Regions from separate parts of the Mus musculus genome. Here region 2 is linked to region 1. Evidence: chromatin contacts called from public HiChIP or PLAC-seq data. All regions are on one chromosome and are shown on one strand. Each heading gives the region's core, a stretch centred on a gene start, on an enhancer-like site or on the middle of the called end of the contact. The rest is flanking DNA. Distances are from core to core; before and after follow the strand shown.

The links. HiChIP or PLAC-seq counts read pairs in DNA pulled down with a chosen protein or histone mark.
Region 2: a CTCF HiChIP or PLAC-seq map of the NIH/3T3 cell line shows a contact between it and region 1, with 8 read pairs. The contact joins the enhancer-like site here to the promoter of Tspan9 in region 1. A contact is called at or near these places in 1 of 15 datasets of contacts at CTCF or cohesin (the NIH/3T3 cell line), 2 of 484 Hi-C or Micro-C datasets (Sertoli cells and cerebellum) and 1 of 9 other capture datasets (adipose tissue).

Annotation. Positions count from the first base shown.
Region 1 is chr6:128,033,295-128,039,076 of GRCm38.p6, reverse strand. Tspan9 (tetraspanin 9) reads left to right here and starts at 4,015. Exons shown (of 7, transcript NM_001379136.1): 1 at 4,015-4,911. The coding sequence starts at 4,576.
Region 2 is chr6:128,279,517-128,284,921 of GRCm38.p6, reverse strand. All of the region lies in intron 1 of Tead4 (TEA domain family member 4), which reads left to right. Among named protein-coding and RNA genes, the nearest start is that of Tead4, 19 kb to the left of the region's middle. Within about 2 kb of position 2,596, at least 80 of the 459 cell types and tissues checked have an H3K27ac peak or open chromatin away from gene starts, as enhancers often do. A contact at or near this core is called in the NIH/3T3 cell line and adipose tissue, where this site is marked.

The sequences.
Region 1 (5,782 bases), core at 2,766-5,265:
AACAAAGTATGTTTAAACTCTATTTTCTCCTCCCTCCCTCCCCCCTCCCTCCCTCCTCCTGCCCCCCCCCCCCACACACACTGTGTAGCCTAGCATGGCCTAGAGCTCACAGTCCTGACCTAGCTCCCCAAGAGCTGGGATAACTGGAGTAGTGTGTGCCCAGCTTCATTTAGCTCCCGACTCTCTACCTCTTCACAGCCATTGTTAGCCTCCATTCCAAATCCAGATTCCAGCTGTTTTTTGTTTCCTTAGCAAATGGGAGAGTGGCCGCTGCTGTTTCCTGCCTAGTGAGTCTCCATGTAGACTTCTGGGAGGTGGGCCTCTGGCTAGCCACCACTCACTCTCTCCTAAGGAGTTTGCTTGGCCGTCACTCCTACAGCCAAAGATGCCAAATTTGTAGTCTAGAGCCTGGGGCGTGAACCTGCCTTCTACAGGGTCCTCCAGCCTGCTTATCCCTGGTCGCTGCAAGCAGCACCTTGGGCTCCCCTCAAGTCTGGTGTCGTGGCTCAGCTTAGGGCTGTGAGATGCTGCCACACACCGTCACATACAGGAGTGGCCAGCTTGAGCCAGAAGGTATACACCTGATGAGGAAATCGAGGGAGAATGAGCCCTGCCCCTCCTGGTGCCTGGGAAGTTCTGTAGAGGCACAAAGCTTGGCATTTCCCGGGAAGTTCTTGTCTCCTGGCTGCCAGTCAGATCTGGAATGTCTGCTTCTCGGTTTCTCACATTTACTTTTCTTGCTCTTCTTTGAGAGTTTTGCACTTGTTATACCCCTCTCTTTTTTCTTTTCTTTTTTCCTTAAAAAAAAAAAATCCTGGGGGAGAGGGAAAGCTGGTCTGCATTGTCTGCATGCAGAGAGCCCCTCAGCCCCTCAGCGGCAGCCAGTGCCTTCAGGCTCCTCTGGACCTGATAGGGAGGATTGAGAGGGACTGGGAGAGTAGCGTCTGGAATCCCAGATCTAAGGAACTACAGCAGCCAGTGCTAGCCTTTCACTGTCTCTCTGTCCCCCCACCCCCGTTGCCAGATGCAGGCAGCTTCCTAGGCCCCACGGTGACCACAGGCCTGGCTCCCCGGACGTTGCAGAGTATAGCTCCAACTTTCACATGCTACACAGAGTAGCTTGCAAAGTAGCTCCTGTTCTCACCCAGGCCTGCTCCCTCAACTGCTTCCTGAGCGGGCCACAGTCAAGTCCTTCTTCCCTTACCCACTTCAAAAAGCCCTGGTCCAAGGCAGGGCCACAGGGCAGCTCTCCCCACTCAGCCTGCTGTGTGGGCTCTGCATCACTCTGTTGGACTTCCCAGGGTACAAGTGGAGCCAGGATAGAAGGGCTGGTTTCCAGAGCTAGCAAGTTAGCTGGTGAGCTCCTGGGACCCCTGGGTTGTCCCATTCATCTTGTTATGGATGCCCAGGAACCTGCCCATATTGACCTGTTACTAGTGAATGGTTTCCCCAAGGGGAGGGGTGCGATCTGACTCCATCTGTTTTTGTCCTCTCTTCCTCCTACATTCTGCTGTACCTCCCCCTCTCCACTCTTTATTACAGCCCTCAGGACCTGGCTGATTACCTGTCCTGTCCAGAGCATCGCCCCAGCCATCTTCCTCCCTGTTCCCCTAATTCAGTATGCTTTTACCTAATAACCCCACGCCCCCAACCCCATGCCATCCCAGGCTCCCTCTCGTACTTTTTCTGTTAGACTGGAAGACTGCCAAGGGCATCAAGTGTTTAAGATCCAAGAGAGGAGGGCACATGGGCTTGGAAAGCACACCCAAACCTACCGTTTCCTTTTCCCTAAAACAGAACGGTCACCACACCTATGTGGTAGGGTCAGCCTGGTGGATGTAAGGGCTGATGAACTGCATTTTCTCTTATTAGTCTGATTGTGACTCAGCCAGGTGTCGCAGTGAGACTTCACTGTAGCTTTGACAAGGGTGACTAGGGGAAGCAGGGCCGTGACACTGGGCAGCCTTCTTCTCTTGCCTGCCTGTTACCGCCTGACTTTCTGGTCCCAAGCCCTGGAGGTACACATTCATTTCTAATCAGACACAATGATGGGGCAGACCAGGGACCAGGGGAGACTGGTGTGACCGATGCAGGTGTGAGCTAGGGAGAAGAGATGGGAAAAGACTAATCAGGCAGGGGCTAGCATGGGGACCCTTGGGGACACGTCATTCCTTCCGAGATATAACGGTACCATCTTGTGTTCAGAGCCTGTTTGCTCTGACTGGTCTCGCCCCTGTCGGTTCACTCCACATATAAGACACCTGGGTATTCCTGAACTCCACACTGACAGGAGGAATGGTGGCCAGCCAGGGGACAGCAGCTCTCCTGACTCTAGTCCAGCTGGGGGGTGCCCCCACCGGAAGTAACGTTCTAAGACAGAAGTGGTAACCTTGTATCCTGGAGCAGGCAGGTGAGGCTGAAGAGGACAGGAGGTGTTAGATGTCCTGGTCAAAGAGCTCAGCACTCTCACGGGAGCCAGCTAGACATTTGCTTCTTTTTTCTTTTGTCTTTGTTTTTTTTTTTTTTTTCAGACAGTATCTCAGGACCATTGGTCCCCAAAGGAGAGACCCAGTGGTGGTTGTTCACACAGAGCTTTGCTTCTGAGTTCAGAAGGGACCCAGAAGAGTCAAAACAGATCTCAGAGTTATCACCTCTAGGGTGGTGGTGGGGCAAAGTGAAGGTGAATTCCCCCTAGTTGGAATCACTGCCCCCACCCCCCACCCCTCGGGGCATAGCCACAACCATCTGAGTCTATCTGTGCCTCCAGTAACTTCCTGTCCTAACTAGATTTTGTGCTGCCCAAAGGGCAGGCAGTAGTACTATGGTGTTTCCTCAAGGGCTCCCCCTTGGGGCTCAGGATAGAGGGTTGGGGGTTGCAGAGTAGACTCCATCTAGCCGTCCCTATGGAGTACCTTCCAGAGGCTGAGCTCCTTGTTAGCTGCTGGGAGCCTGGTAAAACTTAGCTCCCACACTGACTCACTGCACAAAGGAGAGACTCAGTGTCTAACCCCCGCACCCCCACCCCACTCAGTCTTCTAGTTTTTATCATTTGCAAACCGTGGTGGCCCCAGGTCAGCAATGCAGACTTCTGCATATAAGCCCAGAGGAGGCTGTCTTCATTGCAGCGCTTCACAAGAGGATGAAGGGCTGTTTTTGGATGTTCCTCTGGCAGGCACATACCTCCTGTCTTTTCTCTGACCTCGGCTCCGAGAGGACTCGGGTGTGACCAAAAAAGCATTGCTACCTTGCTCTTCTGCTGGCAAAAAGCAGTGCCCCACTTGAGCCGCCTGCCCCTTGCAGCCCGCCGTCCCACTCGGGAACGCGGAGGCGGGGGCTTGCGCAGCTGCAGGAGTCTCTCGGAGCCGCGCGTGCGTGTGCGCGTGGAGGGGGCAGGGAGGGCGGCGCGCCCCGCGGAGGCCTGAGGGCGCTTTCCTACACCTTGCGTCTCTGCTGCGGCCCCTCTACCAGTGCGCAGTAGCCATTCTCACGTGTGCAAAAGCGTGGTGTGTGTGTGTGTGTGTGTGTGTGTGTGTGTGTGTGTGTGTGTGTGTGTGTGTGTGTGTGTGTGTGTAAAGGTACTGCTTGGGACCATGTGCCCCAGGCTAGACAGGCCCGACGTTCCTAGGGGGCGGAGGCCAGCCTAGTAGTGGCCACCGTTTCTTTCCCTTCCAGCCTTTCCCCCCAGACCTATCCTCTGGCTTCCTAGGGTTCTTGGTGTCTCCAGTTCTCCCCCTCCTCTAGTCGCGGCCCTTGCTGGGGCAAGAAACCAGTGCTTTCCCATGGAGGTGTTAGTTCATTCCTAGCCACTGAGCGAGCCCTTGACATTTAGAAGGGTTCTGGGCACACTAGTTTAGGCACACAAGCAGACCGCTAATCCTATTAAAGATATTGTGTCATTGGGGAGGGGGGTAGCTCCCCTACCGGAGCCAGGCAGACCTTGAGCCCATTGGTCGGATGCAAAGCAGGGGGCGGGGCCCAGAGCCCGGGGAAGGGGCTCTAGGCGATTTCAGAGTCGAGAGTCAGGGCTGGAATTTCGCAGGGCAAGCCCAGCGGTTGCAGCTGCAGCGGATCCGAGGCTCTCTGCCCGCGGCGCACCCGGGCAGCCCAGGGCCGGCAGCGGCTCCGCAAAGTCGCGGAGCAAGGGAGGCCGAGCGCCCGCAAAGTGGTGGGGCTCCGGGTTGGAAGAGGCGTGCCTGCGGAGCTTGGATCCCAGCGCCCTTTCGCCTCGAGTGCTGCGTCCGGTCGGTGGTGCAGCCGCCCGGGAAAGAGCAGTCAAATTGCAGCCTCCCTAAAGAAGCCTAGTTACGCAGGCGAGCCGGCTCCCCAAGCGTGCTTATAACAGTGCCGCAGAGCCCTCCCGGGCCAGCGGGCTAAGGCTGGGAGCGGGGCGCCGTCCCAGAGGCAGTGAACCCCCGGCAGTTGGTTGCTCCGCTATTGCTCGCGGGTGCAGAGAGGGGGCGTGCGAAGCTCCAACAGCCAGCTTGCTCAGAACCCGTGCCCGACCGGGGTGCCCCCTCCGTCCCACTCTGGGAGCAATGCCCCCCGCCCCTCGTGCCCCCCGGGAACGAGGCGAGCATGGAGAAGTCGAGTAGCGAGGATTCTTCGATCCACCGGAGTCCATCTTTGGACAGCAAGGACTCGGACTTTGCCAAGCCGTCCACCTCTGGCCGCCCGTTCGGCCGCGGCTTCACGGCTGGCGCCTTCTACGGCACCGCGGGTTCGCGGGGTCAGAGCCGCACGGAGGCCGGCATTAAGACTGACAAGTACAATGCACCCAAAGGCAGCAAGTACGTGGTGTTTTACCTGGACCTGTCCTTTGTGTTCCTCCTAGAATTTAAGAAGTGCAACATGGCCAGGGGCTGTCTCTGCTGCTTGAAGTACACGATGTTCCTCTTCAATTTGATATTCTGGGTAAGTCCTTACTGTTGAGTCTTCCGTTGCTCCTTCTCCTTGCTTTCCACCCTAGGAATATCTTCTACTTCCTCCTCGCTCTACCTTATCTGCCCAAAGGTAAGTGCTTTTAAAAATTGAAGGCACCCTCCCACTCCCTGCATCTTTCTGTTCCCTTTTCCCTCTTCTCCATGGCTGAATGGAGGCTTCAACTTGTCAGTCTTCCAGGAGAGACACGTTCTGCTCCCAGGAAGCTGGAAAGTTTGCCACTGCTTCCTTCTCCCAAAAAAAAGGCACACTGAAGTACCTGCACCAGGGAACCTGCATCATGGGTGTGGGTCAGACGGCACAGCTGTGCCCCTGGGTTGGTGGGGGGCCGTGAGGATGGTTTCTGAGTTTCTTCTATTGCTCCTGGAGGCAGGAGGCCAGTCTGTAGCATTGTGGGGGTGGGGTGGGGGTGTGGAGGTCACAGTCCCCTGCTCATTTACATGGTTCCCAGGAAGAGGAGGAAGCAGCCATACACGATGAGGGACAGGCTGCTGCTTTTGAGGGATTGCTGTGGGCTGGGCAGCCAGCACTTGGCCAGGCCACTCTTTCCCAGGCTCCAGGAGCCTCCAGGATGAGCAAAAAGGACAAAGGGAGATGATTTTTCTAGAGAAAGTGTCAATGGATGGGCTGGCTTGGGAATATCGTCTGTCTCATGTGTGACGCTGGTGACTGTGTGCACAAGTACTTACGAGTTACACAAACTGGATGAAAACTTAATTCATCTCTGCTTCTTTCGTCCTCACTACTGCCTGCCTCCGTCTTTCTTCACCAGAGCTCAGACTACTCAGCACAGATGTTTGGCTCATCCCCAGGCTCCGTCCTGCCACTGGCTGGAGGCCGTCAG
Region 2 (5,405 bases), core at 1,347-3,846, 250 kb before region 1:
ACACACACACACACACAGTAGAAGGCCTCTTTCCCATCTCCAGCAAGCCGGCCTCATCTTTAGAAAGTCACTCTGGGGTCAGTTTTTCTGGCTGAGTAAGTGGGCCTGTGCCCAGGGCCGGCCCCTTCGCTTGTTTTCTTTCCCCTGCTCGTTCTCCTTCCTCTATTCTCCAGGAACCATCCACCCACCGCTGACAGGAAACTTTCTTGTTTGGTCAACTTCATTTCCAACTACAAACAAGCCACCTTTCTTTGTCATCTGTACTTTGGGGTCCCCTGAAGTGCCTTCTCCGTCACATCGTTTTTTCTTCCTGACTCTTTTTTTTTTCCCCTCCTTTTTTCTCAGGGTCTTACTATGTAGCCCTGGCTGACTTTGAATCTGCTATGTAGATCAGGCTGGTCTTGAACTCACTGGTATCCTGCCTTTGCCTCTTGGAATTAAAGGTGTGTCATCTTTCCTGGCTTTTTAATGACTTTTAAATGCCAAGGAACAGAGATAAGGTGGTAGTTGTCTGTAACCCAGCACCTGAGGCAAAAGCACCATAGGTCCAAGGACTCTGTGTGTGTGTGTGTGTGTGTGTGTGTCTGTGTGTGTCTGTGTCTGTGTGTGTGTGTCTGTGTGTCTGTAGAGCAAGCCCACACCTCAAACCCAACAGATAAACAGTTCTTATGGTAAAATACTACAGGCCAGGCCTGGTGGTGCAGATTTGCAATCCAGAGGCTGAGGCAGGAGGATTACAAATTCAGGGCCTGTCTGGGCTTTACAATATATTTGAGGGCAGCAAGAGCCCATCTCACAAGGTAAGAAGAGGATTGGTAATGAGCTTAATGTAGAACGCTGGCCCAGCATGTGTGTGAGGCTCTGTCTTCAATCCCTAGGACCTCAAGTAGTCAATCAAATATACACATGGAAAAATACCCTCGTAGCGTGTTTTGGTTTTTCTTCCCTTCCTTCTGCCTCCCCCTCCCCTCTCTCCTTTTTTGATAAGTTGAAATTAGCCGGGCAGTGAATGTACACTGTAGCTGTCTTCAGACACTCCAGAAGAGGGAGTCAGATCTCATTATGGATGGTTGTGAGCCACCATGTGTTTGCTGGGATTTGAACTCAGGACCTAGGGAAGAGCAGTCAGTGTTCTTAACCACTGAGCTATCACTCCAGTCCATGTTGTATAATCTAAGATAGACTATAGCTTGCAACATAGCTCAGGCTGGCCAAGAACTCTTCAGGACTGGCTGCCTTGGTTTATTTTGGGGGGCCCGGTTTGAGAGAGAATCTCACTACATAGACAAAGGTGCCTTGAACTCACTGAGCTCTGCCTCCTGAGTGCTGGGTTAAAGGTGTGTGGGATCACAGGTGTGCACTACCACTTGACTCTACGTGGGGGTAGCTCCGGCTGAGTTTCACAGGCTGGCCCGCAACTTGCAATCCCCTTGCTTCAGTCCCCCGAACACTGGGCTTGCGAACATGTGCTACTATGCCCAGCTTTTCATCGTAATACGTAATTTTTAGTTTATGTGTATTTTGCCTGCATGTATGTCTGTGCACCATGTGTGTGCAGTGCCTCCTGGATGCTGGAAGATGTCAGATGCTCTGGAGCTGGTGTTAGAGATGGCTGTGCACCGCCATGTGGATGCTGGGAACCAAACCTGGGTCCTCTGCAAGAGTAGCAGCCGCTCTTGACCACTGAGCCACTACTTCAGCTCCTCTGCAAGGCTGACTCCTTTACATCTGCAGTTTTGTGCTTAAACACCTATCACTATCACCGTCACCCGTTCCCTTAACGTTTTATCCTTGCCTACAGAATCTCTACTGAAAAAGAAAAGTTTTTCTCTCTCCTCCCAGCTTCTGGTAACTACTATTCTCCTTTCTAGCTCTGAATTTGACTGTTGTAAGTACTTCTTGTAAAAGTGGCCAAAGATGGAGGATATTGTGTCTGGCGTCTTCTGGCTCATTCCACTTTGTAGAATCTGTTCCGTGTTCACCCATGTTGAGGCATGTATCAGTTATTATTGTTTTTTTCTGATTGGATACTATTCCATCGAGTGGTTATACCATATCTTGTTTTTTCATTGGTTGAGGGACACCTGGGCTGTTTTCACCTTTGGAGAATTCTGGAATCTTCCTGCCGGAAGCTCACCTCGCACACTGGCTGTGGTACTCTGAGCCTTGAGCTCAGCATCACCCACCCCTCCACAGTCCTTTACCTATGTTATTCTCAGTAGGCACAATTTCTTTGTTTGTTCTTTGAGACAATGTCTCACGACTTGGTCCAGGCTGGATGTAGACTCAGTGTCTTTCTTCCTTAAAGAGTCCTGGGATTATAGGCTTGTACTGTCACACCCAGCTGACCCACTGGTGTTTTTCATGGTAATTATGTCCTATAAAGGCACCGAGTTAACAAATCCTGAATCATTACTCATAGGAGAAACACTGGGTTGCATTCATGCAAGCCTCTGGTCACAAGATTTTTGTCAGCCAATTAACTTACAGGCTTGTTTTGTGGGTGCTTCAGTTCCAAGACACCTTGCTTAATGTACAGTGCTGATTCACTGACCCTGGGCCCAGAGCAGAACTCATGGCTGCTGGAAGCCTGGCTAGGGCACGTGTTTTCTCCCTCAGGCGCATTCCAGCCTCTGGTGCTTAGGAACAGACAGTTCTTTGCTTGGGGCTGTTCAATTTGCTTTTGTAAGGATCTGTAGTGTCTGAGCAAGCGCTGAGGGTTAATTGGTGTGATGCTGTGCTTGGCAGCTTAGCCATGAAGAGTTAAGTAAATGGAGACAGTGAAGCAAAATAAGCTTGGAGAAGATAAAATGCATATGTGTGCATACTACACACACACACACACACACACACACACACACACACACACACACACACACACGTTTATTCTTTTGTTTTTTTTTTTTTCATTGATTTGGAGACTATATCCCTTGCCAGCTTGAAACTTGACAATGTCAACCAAGTTGACCTCCATCTTGTGACCCTTCTCCCTTTGTTCCTAAGTGCTGGAGTTCCCAGTGTGTACCCCTGTGCCTGGTGGCAGAGTGTAAATATGTTTTGTGTTTTACAGAGAGTATTTTCTCTCTGTGTATATATAATAGCTTTTACTGTCTTAATTCACAGCTTGCTTGTTCCTACATAAGTAATGACTTCTTGCAAATAACATGCCTTTTTTTTCTGTCAATTAACAAATATCACATGCAGTTTGATTTTTTTTTCCATTCATACTTGACTGAAATATTCAGCTAAAAAACTAAGAATGTGTGCGTGCCTGTGTGATGTGGAGTTCAGAGGACAACTTGGGGGCAGTTAGGTTTTCTCCCTCTACCACATGGGCCCTGGGGTTGGACTCAGGTCATTACAGGCTTGGCTGCAAGCACTTTTACCTGCGGAGGCATCTCACTGGCTGTGGGTCTACTTTGAACAATGACCCTGTAGGTCATACCTGTAAGTCTGGCCTTAAGGAGGCTGAGGCAAGATTTCATAATTCATGGGCATAGAATGAGATTATGGAAGGATGCATGTAGGTTATACAGGACACACACGCTTCAGAAAGTTTGAGTTCCTCTGCCTGAAACCGTGCCCTGGTGGTCACCAGAACCCATAGATGCTCAGGTCCCTTCTGTAAACACTCCCTGGTGATGTTGGAGATCACAGATATTCCTGATGACTGTGATTTAGAGAACTGATTGTACTTGATCTTATGGATGACTTTGGGCCCTCCTTCCACCTTGTACACATTTGATAGAAGGACATTGCAGGCAGGGCCAGGTCTCACGTGGCTTTGTCACCAGTGCCTGGCATGTAGCGCTTGCTCATACCACTTATTCTTCTGTATTTACTTTTTGAGACAGGGTCTCCCATAGCCTTGATCTCCAGTGTAGCCCAGGATGACCTTGAATTCCGGATTCTCCTGCCTTAGTGCCCCTCCCTTGTGCAATTCTGAATAAATCATGGAAAAGGATGGGCGTGGCAGCTATGAAGAGGGAGATTTCTCTGGCTCTCCCTGGCTGGGGCCCACTCCTTTCCTTCTTGAAAGTATCGCTTCTTGTTACTGGGAGACATCCAGGCTGTATTCACAATGAATCAGAATGCCCAGGGCTCAGATGTCCCAGTCCCAGCCTCAACAGTTCTGGGGCCATTGATGGCCACTTCCCTTTCTAGGGTTTCAATCTCCTTACCTAATTCAGACATCTCCAGGTCCCCTCTGCAGGTCTGTTTCTCTCTGACACAAACCTTAGGGAGTAGCAGACGCCTCTGCTGACGTCAACGGGGGCGGGGCGGGGGCGGGGACACGGGACCACTGCTCCCATCTTAAAGGGAATAAGAGATCGTTTATAGCCATTATGAGTGACCGTGGCCCAGGAACACAGATTTAGGTTACCCCAAAATTCCATGTTCCAGTGTAGAAGCAGTTTTACAGATTATTGAGAGTTTCACAGGACAAAGAAAGTCATAAGGCAAGTTTGGAATGCATCAGTGGGTACATCACAGGTGCAGAATCAGTGGGGTTGGGGATCTAGTCTATAGGCCTGAGATGCTATGTGGTGACACTCTTAGCAACGCTGAGAGGTGCTAGTGCCTGTTAATAGTGTCTAAGAGGTTTTCAGTCCTTGGGAGGCAGAGGCAGGCAGATCTCTGAGTCTGAGGCCAGCCTGGTCTACAGATTGAGTCCCAAGATGGCCGGGACTACACAGAAGAAACCCTATCTTTAAAAGCCAGGAAAAAAAAAAAAAAGAAAGAAAGAAAGAAAAGAAGAGAAAAGAAAAGAAAAGAAAAAAAAAGGGTTCTATTTATTAGCACATGGTATTGGTTCAGTACAGAATGGGGTAAGGAATGGCTGTTCTAAAAAGTTAAAACTAGGCCAAAATAAGGGTATTAGTGTCTGAACCTACAAAATTCCGATCTCCCCACTAATACAGTTTCAATCGGTCCACCCGTCTCTGCAGAAACTCATTCCAGGAGTTTTCTGTTTCCAGACAGACACAGCTGCTTTTCAGGAATTTCATTCACAGTGAAAAAAAAACTAGGAAAGCTCACTGCACAGAGAGACCGCCTGGCTCCTCAGCGGGCTACCCTCCTTACCTCTGATTTATATCCTTCCTGCTGTGGTCAGTCAGATCGAGTTCCCTGCTGGTGACTTGCTGTGAGGAAGAGCCTCTGAGCCTGCACTGGCTAGCTGTGGGGGCACTGCACCATGAGGTGTCTCAGTTTCTCCATCTGTGAAATGTGCTGGGCCTAACCAGCTCAGAGGGGTATCTGGAGTGAGGGAAGACATAGCCTAATGACTAGTCCAGAGCTTGACACTTTAAGGTCATTTATTCTCAGGGTAGAACGTGTTCCTCAGTGTGCAAGGCACCTTCTGCAGACACCTAGTTCTGTAGGCTTCTCTACCCTGTGTGTGC